Regions from separate parts of the Urocitellus parryii genome. Here region 2 is linked to region 1. A link is a contact called in public Hi-C data. All regions are on one chromosome and are shown on one strand. Each heading gives the region's core, a stretch centred on a gene start, on an enhancer-like site or on the middle of the called end of the contact. The rest is flanking DNA. Distances are from core to core; before and after follow the strand shown.

Region 1 (5,952 bases), core at 262-2,761:
TTAATACTGTGACTCAAATATCAACCTTCCATTATTTATTTTTTCATTTAAATTTCATCACATTGCTACCTTAAAATTTTTATAAGATTTCCAACCACTAACTAGATTAAATCCAAACTCCTAATAACTGGATCTTTATCTACCTTTCTTATCTCATCCCACCATTCCCAAGGCCAGTCCTCCTACACAATTTGTCTCTTCTAAACATGGTAAACTCACTCCTTTAGCTCACAGGGTTGCTTCTTCCTAAGAGGATAATCAGCCTTGCAGATTTGGGTTAAGTATCCTCAAGAAAGCCTTTCTCTCCTGTTCCAACTCCTACTCCCTTCAATCACCAGTAAATTAGACATTCCTTCCTCTGTAATACCTTTTCTTTATTTTTAACCCAAACTCATCCCAAATTATTCTATTTGTTTGTCCCTTCCTCCAGGTTCAGAGTGCTTTAAGGATGTAGTTTTTATAATCACTTGTCCCTAGAATGTAGCATTCTACCATGAGTATCAAATGACCTCTTCTTAAAAGTAGAAGGGTTGGTGTCAGGCTTCCAAGTCACAGCATAGATAGAATAGAATGTCTGAGAATGTCAGGATAGTCAGTCTTTCATTTGTGTTGAGAGGAAAACTGAATATTCATAAAGAGCTGAGGACCAGGAAAGTCAGTTAAGGACTACAGAAAGAGAAGTAGAGATCAGAGAATTCACAGATTTTAAGGAGAACACAAATTATTTAAAGAACAAAATAAATCTAACCCAATTGTTTTCACAGAACCAACAGAAATACAAAATATTTACATATAGATAACCAACGTTCTCCAAAATCAACTCTGAAATATTTCAGCAACGAAAATCACAAGCTTTACATACTGCGAAGGTAAAGGAAATTTGATTTCAAAGACGATTCCAAAAACTAATCATGTTTCCTCTCACTCCTCAAATAAGATCAGTTTTTGGTATCCACATTTTCTCAGGATGTAACACTGGTGCCCGTTCTCAATAGAGATAAACGCCGAAAGACATCGGCAAAAATAAGGATTAAATGAAGACTTTACCTGTACCCCTTGCAGGTCACCAAATTACGTTATAATACGTCACACTCGCTTGCAAGACTAGTTACGGCTGTGGTGGATTAAATTTTCTGCTAGGAAACAACTTATAAAAACCTGTACCCAAGAAGGTTTGGGAAATGCACTACAACAAAATTCAAAGCAAGGCACTGAGGCACCCAGCTCCGCACGTGTGCGCGCTCCGCAGCTCCGCTACACCCACTTCCCGCCCCTGGAGGAGGCGCCCACCGCGGCCTGCAGCGCTCACGCTCCGACTAAGACAAGTCGAGGGAGAGGGAACTGTCGAGCCTACCAGCATATCAGAACTAATGCCTATTAGGCACAAGACACTGTCTTCCAGCTCGCGCAAGGTAGGCAATTACCATCCACCAGCGGCAAGCAGCCAGCGTCCCTCGCGGAACCCAGGCCCAGCCGCTTGAGTTGCCCCGCTAGCCCTTAGCGCACGCGCGCTGTGGGAAGGGAACCGCGCGCCTCTTGGTCCCGCCTTGCCCGAGGAGGCGGGACTGGCGCTGTTGGCGGCCAATCCCCTGGCGGTGAGTGCGCTAGGACGGCGTCGGCACGCGGGGCGCCGCGCTAGGGCAGACTTGGCTTTCGTAGCGTGAGCGTAAGCTGAGGTTGCCGCTGGGTTGCTCTAGCGCCGTGCCGGCCGCCGGGAACCGGTCGGCGGGTAAGTGGATACCAGTGCGTGGGACTGTGCTGCTGTCTTGGCTAGGAGCGAGCTTCTGGAGGCCCAGAATCTACTTCGTGGAGAGGGGCCCGGGCTGCACCCGGGGCGCTCTGCCCGGCCCTGCCGGCTAAGCGGCCGTAGGTACTCTCCCTCAAACCCTCGCTGTTGTGCCACGGCCGTGACAGGAGGTACGACGCGACAACGAAGGTCAGGGTGGGGGTTTCCACCCCCCTGGAGGCTTCCCGGGGCGGTCTGGTAGGCTGGGGAGTTCCCAGTGCGGGCCGCTGCGGGTCGCCCTCGCCAAAGGCCTGGGCGAGGGCAGAGCTGAGAGTCTCTTCACTGTCTGAGAAGTCATTGTCTGCGGCACACCTGCTGGGAATGGTTTCCGAACTGAAGTAGGATCAGTACCACCCCAGCTTTGCCTGCGGCTGACATGTGAATTTTAGGCCTTCTTTGAAAATTGTTTGCGAAGACAGTGTGGAAATTGGGAAAACTATCTTAAGTCATGTTCTAAGTACAATTTGTAAAATGTAAAAATAAGGTACCATAAATGATGGGTTTTTATAGTAGAAGAAATATTTACACACAAAACTAACTTTTGTCTTATTGTAACTAACTTTCATCACCTTAAGCCTGATGCCTATTCCATAGATCTTGACAGGGTAAAAGGACATTATATTCCGGAAACACTTGCTGGGATATGGTTATGAAAAAATTCCTCTTTGCTAGCTCTGTAGTAAAAAAGAGTCAATGTATATTTTTAATGGGGGGTTCTTAAAATGTAATCTAACCCCATTTCCCCCCTTCTTAGACTTCTAATAGATATTCTTTAGGACAATTTGATATTGTTTAAGGAATTCTTAGACCTAAGTAAACATTATAATTAAAATGACTGAGGGCTACTGTCATTTCTTACTTTGGTGTTTATTTTGAATATAAAAGAGGAAGGGAAAACTTTCAAAAAAGGAAGAAAAACTAAAGTTTTAGAGTTATTGAAATATTCGAAGAAAGATTTATTGCTTTTTTTAATCTAGTGTGTCACAAAATTGAGAAACAAACCTATCCCTGACCACATAAATTTTACACATTATATCAACATGTTCTTTCCAGGTTCAGTACTCAAAAAGGAGTACTTTGAACTCTTTGACTATTGTATGGGTACAACATTACATTAGATATAAGCATCTCACTACTCAGAACAGACTGGCGACGGTCGGTTCTTCCCTCCCCCCCCCTTTTTTTTTTTTAATGTTTATTCTGTTGGTAAATTTAGCTCATGACTTAACTGCGCTCATAATGTAAAAAAAAAAATAGACATTTCTCTTTTAAGTTTGAGTTTTCCTGTCCATTATTTCATTCACTAAAACTGACATCCTAGAAGACAAGTTTTAGGAAAGGGAACCATAAAAATAAGTCTTGTTTACCTTACCATTAAGTAAGATATTAAAGCTTCTTTGCTGCCTATACCAGCATCTGCAAGTAGCACATTTTGGAGGGTGTGTGTTCTATTTCAGAATAACAAGGAAAAATAATCCTGGTAATATTTCATTGTGTCAGAATTAGGAGTATTTAGATTTCCAGCTGTATCACTGTTTATTTTTTCTCTTTAGAGCAAACATGAATGTTGGAGTTGCCCACAGTGAAGTGAATCCAAATACCCGTGTAATGAATAGCCGGGGTATGTGGCTGACATATGCATTGGGAGTTGGCTTGCTCCATATTGTCTTACTCAGCATTCCTTTCTTCAGTGTTCCTGTTGCTTGGACCTTAACAAATATTATACATAATCTGGTAAGAATTTCACTTTATTATAAACACTTAAAATCTGAAGAGAGAGTGGTTGTCAGAGGCTAAGGGGAAGAAGGAATGGGGATTTATTGTCTAATGGGTATAGTTTTAATTTTGCAAAATGAAAGAAGTTCTGGTTCCATAACAATATGAATGTACTTAATACGTTATAAAGAAAAGCATAGATAGTATTTTGTGAGTTTTCCTTGTTGTAGGGTTTTTTTGTTTTGTTTTGTTTTCTGGCTGTGCTGGGGATCAAACCCAGGGTCTTGAGCATCCTAAGCAAGTCCTGTACCATTGAGCTACACCCGCAAACCAACAACTTAGTGTGTTCTAACAGATTTATAAAGATATAGTTCATATACTATAAAATTCACCTATTTAAAATGTGTAGTTCATCGCCAACATTATAAAAAAATTATACAGTTCAGTAGTTTGTAGTGTATAAGTGTCAGTTTTAAAGAATTATAATCTGGGATAGGATTTTATTTTTTTCTACCACACTTTAGCATTGGACCTTTATTCTAAGTGGGACTTTTCCTCCTATTGTTTGTATAGAATCTATCAATCAACCAGAGTATTTCAGAAGCAATTGTGATTTTTGGTTACCTACAATCCAATTAAAAATCTTTTATTTTAATCCTTCTTAAGTCTTTCTAAATTGTGTACGTATACTTTCTTGTTTCAGTAGAGATTTTAACATTGTTAAAATCTGTTTAATCATGTTTAGCATCTTATGATGCCTTCACTGTATTTGATCTCACTCTCTCTGTATATTAACTGTATTGTATTAGCTCTACAAAGTATCAGAAATTTGACTCTACCTATCATATTAATGCAGCCCTGGCAGCCCTGGAATTTGCTTGTTAAAAACCAAAACCCACTCACACAACAATCTTGATGATAGTGACTTTTCTTGTCTTTAATAACTTAATGAAGTAGAATGAAAGAAAAATAAAGTTAATAGAGAAGTTTAATTGAATACAAATGAACTGTTTAAAGATATTTTTAAAATGAAGAACTCAGAACAATAAGAAAAATGTAGAAGAAATAGATTTTTAAAAATTAACATTTATTTTACATTTTCCTGGAGTATACTTGAAATTGACCAAAGGAGGTCAAGGGTGACATGCTGGTGAAAATGATAGGTGAATATTCATTTAGTCTATTTTATGTGATAGACCTGAGTAGGTCAAACACTGTTGTGTGTATTTGTTTGTAAGACATGGAGGTCTCCCTGTGTTGCAAAGACTGGTTCCAAATTCTTTGGGCTCAGGTGATCCTCCTTCTACCTCAGCTTTCCTAGTAGCTAGGACTAGAGGCACATGCCATAACATAACACCCAGTGAACACTGGTTTTCACTTCTGTGAAATATTTGACACTATTACCTTCTTTTTATTGAAAGTCTTCCTTGGCTTCTATGGGATCACTTTCTCTAAGGTATATTTCTGATTTCCTTCTCAGTCATTATTGCAGGGTCTTTATGTCTTTTCTTTTCATAAATATTGCTGATCCTTTTTTTTTTATCTCTTGTGCTATGTATTCTATGTAGATTACTTCATCTACCCATATTTTGAGTTTCTACATGTAGATTAATGATGCTCAAATGCATATTACCAGATCACTATGAATCATAAACCAAAAAAGTACCGTCTAAACTCATCATATTCTTGATTTCTGATGGTTATTAATCTTATCTAGAGACATCAGGGTCTGCCAGATAAACCAGCCAGACAGCTGAATGTCAATGGTAAAGCGATGGATATAATGTATCATTCAGACTGAAACTGTTTTAAGAATAAAAGAGAGCTCTAGTAATAACTACTCCAAGAGAATAGGTATAAATCAGAACTGTCCTATGCAAACCAGGATATGTGGTCCTCATTTTCCTTTATTTTCCCTATCCTTTTGGTCAGAACCCTTTCTGTCTTTCTGCTTTACTGTCAGCTATATCCCCACACCCTCATTTTTTTACTCAGGTAAATTGCTCCAGTAAAATTATTGTTGGTGCTCCTCTACCCTCCTCTGTGCCACTGTGGCAGAGAAATGTTTTTAAAATTCATGTCTGCATTTTATATATAGTCAGAAAACTTTATTCTTTTTTTTTTTTTTTTTTTTTAATCTCTGGTAGCAGGCATTGACCCAGGGCCTCACACATACTAGGCAGGCACTCTGCCACTGAGCTACACCCTGAACCCACATTTTATTCTTTTTCACTGTCAAGTTACACTCTCAAGTCCTTCAGGGATTCTCCATTGCATATATGGTAAAATCCGAAGTTCTTTGAGCAACATCTAATACAAGTTAATAAGAGTGCAGAGGCAAGAAAGGGACTTAGTCTTAACCATCTCTAAACACAGTCTTCACCATCTCTAAACTCTGGCAATAAAGGAAATCAACTTGCTCTCACTTCTTTGGTTTGGCTTCAGCTCTG
Region 2 (6,287 bases), core at 2,522-5,021, 400 kb before region 1:
TTCTGGATAATATTTGACATGTTGTAGAATTAATTCAAGGAGTACTTGCATTTTGACAAATAAAATTTGCAACCTTATTTTTAATACCAAGGCCAGCCTATGAGAGTTATTTCCATACCATACAAAATATTAGAGTTATTTATACATAAAATTTCCTTTGTGGTTAATTAGAATACCAAATTTGCAAGACTACTTACCATATCCCAGTGATAGGTTTTTAAAAGATTCAGACAAAATATTAAGAGTTCCTATCCTCAAGGAATGCACAGTTTGCTTGTATGAGAAAATTAGCATTCAGCAAAGAATTAGGGAAGAAATAAGTGATGAATTGTGGTATTGATTTGAAGTGTAGTTTGAATTCAGGAAAGGCAAGTTCAGTACAAGTTGAATAAAAGATTATTGCAGGAAGATTAGACTTAAGCCTTTGGAATGAAGAAAGTTTAGAAGAAGATAAAAAGAGAATGAATGGCTTTGTGGTATGAGTTAAGGCACAAAGGCAGAACATTAATATCATGTGCTCAGTGACATACAGGATATGTGTGACTGTAATTGGAGCAAGTAAACAGGAAAAAAAGGTTGGAAAGTTGTAAGGTGGATCACAGTTTTGTTACCTCAAAATTCAGTCAGTTTGAACTGAATATTATAGACAACTGTTGCCTAATATAGATGCAATGTAAGTCATGTGTATAATTTAAAAATTTCCAGTGGCCACATTAAAAATGTGCAAAGAAACAGGTGAAGTTAATTTTTAACAATGTAGTTTCTCTAATTCAGAGTATCCAAATACTGTAATTTTATCATATATTAAACATAAAATTTTAGACTACTTTAGTGTTTTAATTTAAATTTTAAGAACTTCAGTTCTTCAATAGCTGCATTTCAATAGCTCAATAGCCTTGTATAAGCATTGAACAGCATAGCTATCGATAAATGTGAGATTGTTTATTTTCAGAATAATAAAAAATGGTACCTTAGGAAGATTTGTTGTCAGTTATATAAGAATGAATTTAAGGGTGTCATGGTTGGGGGAGAAGATAAGTTAGATCTGGAATGAGTTCAACATGGGTACTAGAATGGTAGCAGTGAGGAGTTGAAAGAATAGGGCAAATCTGAGAAATATGTCAAAGAAAAAATAGATATGCTTTGATGACTATTTGGCAATTAAAAAGAAATCAAGTTGATAGCCAGCTTCAAACAATCCTTAAAGATCTTTGCCTCCTGGTATTCATTCCCTTCCATGCTAACCCAGGGGTGATTTTTTTAATGAAATAAGCAGTAGTTATGGCACGACAGTCTCTAGCTACAGGCAATCACCATCATCTTGCTTCCTTACTTGGTCACAAAAATGAATGGGTCATCTTATCCAGCATAGTATACTAGCAAGACATGGATTTCCTGTTTTATGACCTGAGATTCAAAGTTTTCTTGTCCCTCTAGCTTCTGTGTCTCACAATGCTACCTGTGTCTCACAAGGTCCCTTGCTTGGTTTAATGTTCTACTGTTAATTTTTTAATAAAGGACCCCACATTTTCATTTTCATTTTGCACTAGGCCAGCAAATTATGTAATCAGTCCTGGCTCTAGCATCACTATGAATTTCAAAATATTTTTATTATTCCACAAAGAAAGTCTGTAATTTTAGCTGTACCCCTAGTCCTCCATTTCCTGGGTAACCCCTGGTGTGCTTTCTGTCTACATATTTGCTTATATAGACACTCATAAATGGAATTATATAACATGTGGTCTTTGTAACCAGCTTCTTCCACTCAGCATAACTCATTCATGTGGTAACACGTATCAGTACTTCATTTCTTTTTCTTGTTCAATAATACTTCATTGTATGGATGTACAACTTTTTTAAAAATATCTCTTTGTCAGTGCGTGGACAAGATTGTTTCCACTTTCTGGCTATTAAAAATAGTGATGCTGTGATTAACCATGTACAAGTTTTTATGTGGGCTCTGTTTTCCTTTCTCTTAGGCATATGCCTATGAGTGGCATTGTTGGGCCAGATGGAAACTGTTTTACCATTTGAGAAAGTGTGCTAGTGATGGGACTGATTACACTTAATAGTATACTTTAAATGGATGAATTATATGGTATGTTAATTATATCTGCCTTTAAAAAAATAATTCAGGTTTCTCCATATACTCATCATCATTTTGTGATTTTTTTTTAGTTGTAGATGGAAAGAATACCTTTATTTTGTTTATTTTTATATGGTACTGAGGATCAAACCCAGTGCCTCACACATGCCAGGCAAGTGCTCTACCACTGAGCCACAACCCCAGCCCCTTTGAAATCTTTTTAATTTTAGTCGTGCTAGTATATGTAGAGTGTTGTCAAGTTGTGGTTTTCATTTCATTTTCCTAGTGTCTAAGATGTTGAGCACTTTTTCATGTTTACTACTTTCTTTTGTAAAAGTACCTATTCAATTTTATTGCCTATTTTTAGGTTTGATTTTCTTTTTATTATTGTTTGATATGCAATCGTCAATTACTGTAACACATTACCTCCAAATTTATAAATCAATAAACATTATTTCCACAGGTTGTGTAAGCCAGGGAGAGGCTTAGCCAGGTGTTCTGGCTCAGCTTCTCATGAGGCTGCAAACTGGTAGCTGGGATTGCAGTTATCTAAATATTCACCTGGGAGGGGAGGGACCACTTCCAAACTCATGACACTGGCAAGCCTCAAGTCCTTGCCACCTGGGCCTTTCCAGAGAACTGCTTACAGTTTAACTACTGGCTTCCTCCAGGGCTAGGGATCCTAGAGAGAGGACCACCAATGCAGAAGCCACAGTGTCTTTTATAACCTAATCTTGGAAGTGTCTGAATCGTAGAGTTTGTGGAGAACGTGGGAGTAGTAGAGTTTGCCGAGGCTTCAATCCCCAGCACTGAAGAAACAAAACTCCTTTAATTTCCCCTCTTAAACTCTTCACTGAATTTTTTATTTCTCATAAATACAAATACTTGATTGGTGATGAAATGTTGGCTGCTAGACTTTTGGGTGGATCTGAGAGCAACTCTACAGTGTATTCTAGTGGTTTAGTTAAATCTTGTTTTAAGTTACTTTTTGAATATAATTAATCTTTCGCTGATAAAGTAATATTTTTAGTTTAGTTAATGAGGACATCATAAATATCCTTTTTTTTTTTTTTTGTACCAGGGATTGAACCCAGAGGCTCTTAACCACCGAGACACATCCATAGCATCCCTTGCCTTTCAAAGTTGCTTAGGGCCTCATTAAGTTGCTGAGTCTGGCTTTGAACTCTTTATCCTCCAGACTCAGCCTTCCCAGCCACTGGGGTTACAGGGGCGTGCCACCGCTCCTGACCTATCACCTCTGAATCAGATTTTCTTGTCTGTCATTGAGAAAGATGGGGGGATGTATAATTTATCCCAAGAAAATTGCAAATGTTCCAATTCTAGCATGAAAGGATTTCAACTATATTGGGTTACAAATAAGCTACATCGATATTTCATCTGCTTTATTCTCAAAGAATATTAAATAACATTTTTAATTTAAAATCATTAAAATTTCAGAAAAGTCATTGACATCAATCCCAGCTGGCCAAGACTGTTTGGGCTTTTCCCAAGACCGCCTCTGGAGGGCAATCTTCTTTCCTGCCAATCCGACAGAGTCAACTCTAGCCTCTCTCCCACAGCGCTCCTCAGCTCTTTCTCTCTGCTTTCGCTTTGGCCCCGCCCACGGCCCTGGCCCCGCCCCAGCCCGTCGCTCAATCCATTTCCTCCTGTGGTTGCTCTTGCCCCGCCCCTCAGCATAGCGTAGAGGAAGAGACGCCGTGGGCCGCTCTGGCATCTTGGAGGACTTGTCCTCTGTGTCGCGCGGCGTGGGACTGTTCAGGTCTGTCGTGAGGCGCAAATCCTGTGCATCTTTCTAGCTGCTTTAGCTCCGGATTTTTTTGGCGATGCGACAGCAGAACGTGTGGAGGCTAATGTCGAGGTAAGTGCCAAGGGCAGGCTCATTACCTACTCTCGCCCAGGTGAGAAAAGGGTCATGGGTGGCCGACTGTTTGGCTTCCAAGTTTCGAGTCCCACTTGTAGGCACAGCCTTCAAACCCGGCTTGCATGCTCTGATGCCCCCACGCCCTCTGCCCAGCTTTCCGCTTCTCTTCCTTCAGCAACATCTTTGCAGCATTACCTCCATTTTCTGTCACTGGCTCCTAAATCATAAGCCACGGCGTTTTTTTCTTTTGGCCTCTATTTCTTTCATTTATTAAAGGTGGGGTACAGTTTTGGGTCATGTAGGGGTTTAAGTTAGAGTAAATTAACATGTGTCACGTTTTATGCAGCTAACAGAGGTGCTTTGCTAGTTGTTACACCTGTGCTGGTGGTGTGTGCCTTGGTTGGCTTTATTAGATAATTCCAGCGTTGTTATAGGGGTCTGGAACTTAGGGAATAGTGTTGAGGATATTTGACGTGACTTAGTGGGGAATGTGTGAAGACGTTAACTTTTTAAAAGTGCTCTTCACTGCAGGTTGGGCTCAGCACAGCAACTGTGGAAGCAATCATTTTAATGATAGGAAATTAGGCTGCATCAGTTTTAAGGCCTACTGCCTGCCCTTAAATAATACCACGTAGCAGCTGTGCCTCCTTGAAGGGGGATTTATTATTTCCTCCACAAGTTATTTCTGCTTAAGAATTTGCTTTAGGGAGTTTCTGCAAAGGGATTCATAGCGTTTCTTTGAAGAATAGTTATTGTTTCAGTAAAAAGTGTCTTTTGGTCTGACATTGTATCCATTGACCTGATTCTCAAATGTTTGTTAGGCTTTGAAGAGTCACATTTTGTTTTCTTGGTATCTTAAAATTCCTCCCTGTACTTCTCATCACCTCATGGAGAAACTTAGTAAATACTAAGAATATCAGTACATATTTCATTGCCTCTGCTTTTTTGATGTAAGCAAATACCAAATTATTTGATAAACAAGACACGTTTATTGACCTTAACTTAGTTGGGTAAGAATATGTTCCCACTGTTCATCTTGAGCCGGAGTCCAGGCTGCAGCAAAATAAGGGGGGGGGGGGTGTGACGAATAACTTGTGTACATTGATACAGCAGGAGTAGGAGCCAGGTATTGTAGGACAACAGAGGTATTTATACATTTTGCACAGCTTATCTTAATTAGCATAAACTAGATACATCAGTCAACCAATAAGGAATCTCCACACTTAATGGCTCGCTTTTGTTACTTCACAAACCACTCCCTCTGGCATTTTGCCAGGCACCATCCAGACTTGTTTACTAGCTCTAACATTCCCCTGGCAAAATACCAGGTGTTATTTTGACTTGTTTACAGACCTTAACAATCTTGGGTTTATTCCCCCCACATTTCAAGATGCAGACTGGATTAGGTGAAGCCAGGACTAGTTTGGAGATTTTGTTTAGATATGCATTTTCCAGATCCAGCTCTGAAGTGGGTATTATACTAACAAAACAGGACCTGAGGCTGGGTCATCCAGTCTGTTTGCCTAATCCACAAATGTATAAGGGAATAGGATGCCCCAGAGTGTTTTTGAGAGGTAAAAAGGCCTGTGTGCCATGGTTGATATTGTTGGGCAATCCTTCTTGAATTATGGCCTCCTTTGGCTTCTCTAGCATTGTCTTATGTTCCTGCTACCATTCTTCCACTACTTGTCTTGATTCAGTGTCAGTTCAGTCCTTGTACATTTTTTCGTCCCCAAATCATCTTTAATGATAACTTACATTTGTTTAACCTGATTTATCCTGAGCTCTTGTGCTAGTTACAACTATCTGAATGTTTTGATTGCCCTTCGAATATAAGTTTGCTCATAATTGCAACCTTTACAACTCATTTTTTTTTTCTTGGCACTATCAGTCTTCTAGATATCTAAAATTATGTAAGTTCTCCCATACTTCCAAACCTTACTTCTTCCTGCTGACTCAAATTTAATTATCACTTGCTAATTTTGCAAAGAGTTGATTGATGAATTTACCCTCATCCCAGTTTGAGTAGATTCATACAAGACTGTTAGATTCATCTTACTAAATTTTACTTTAGTGCCTGCCATTCTTCTGCTCAAAAGCTCTCAGAGGTACTCTTGTGTTCATGGACTTGAATAAAATTTTCTGGCCTGGATTGCAAGGATTTGGCTTCAATTTACTTCATGAATACAACATTTTACAGTCATTCCAGCTGCAGAAGATACTGTTCTAGGCAATTCTATTATCCTATAGCTATCTGGACTACTTGGTATTCTTACTGTTCCTTTTCCAAGTCCCTTAAAGTCTGTAAGAATAGCATAT

Evidence for each region. A called contact is a pair of places that touch in the nucleus more often than the background predicts.
Region 2: a contact with region 1 is called in a Hi-C map of muscle, with 4 times the contacts expected there. The contact joins the promoter of Hibch here to the promoter of Pms1 in region 1. A contact is called at or near these places in 2 of 2 Hi-C or Micro-C datasets (liver and muscle).

The regions. Positions count from the first base shown.
Region 1 is chr1:240,310,118-240,316,069 of mUroPar1.hap1, reverse strand. It overlaps Pms1 (PMS1 homolog 1, mismatch repair system component), which reads right to left and starts at 1,511. Exons shown (of 13, transcript XM_026389060.2): 1 at 1,425-1,511. It overlaps Ormdl1 (ORMDL sphingolipid biosynthesis regulator 1), which reads left to right and starts at 1,626. Exons shown (of 5, transcript XM_077803035.1): 1 at 1,626-1,729; 2 at 3,340-3,520. The coding sequence starts at 3,347.
Region 2 is chr1:240,713,388-240,719,674 of mUroPar1.hap1, reverse strand. It overlaps Hibch (3-hydroxyisobutyryl-CoA hydrolase), which reads left to right and starts at 3,771. Exons shown (of 14, transcript XM_026389056.2): 1 at 3,771-3,965. The coding sequence starts at 3,931.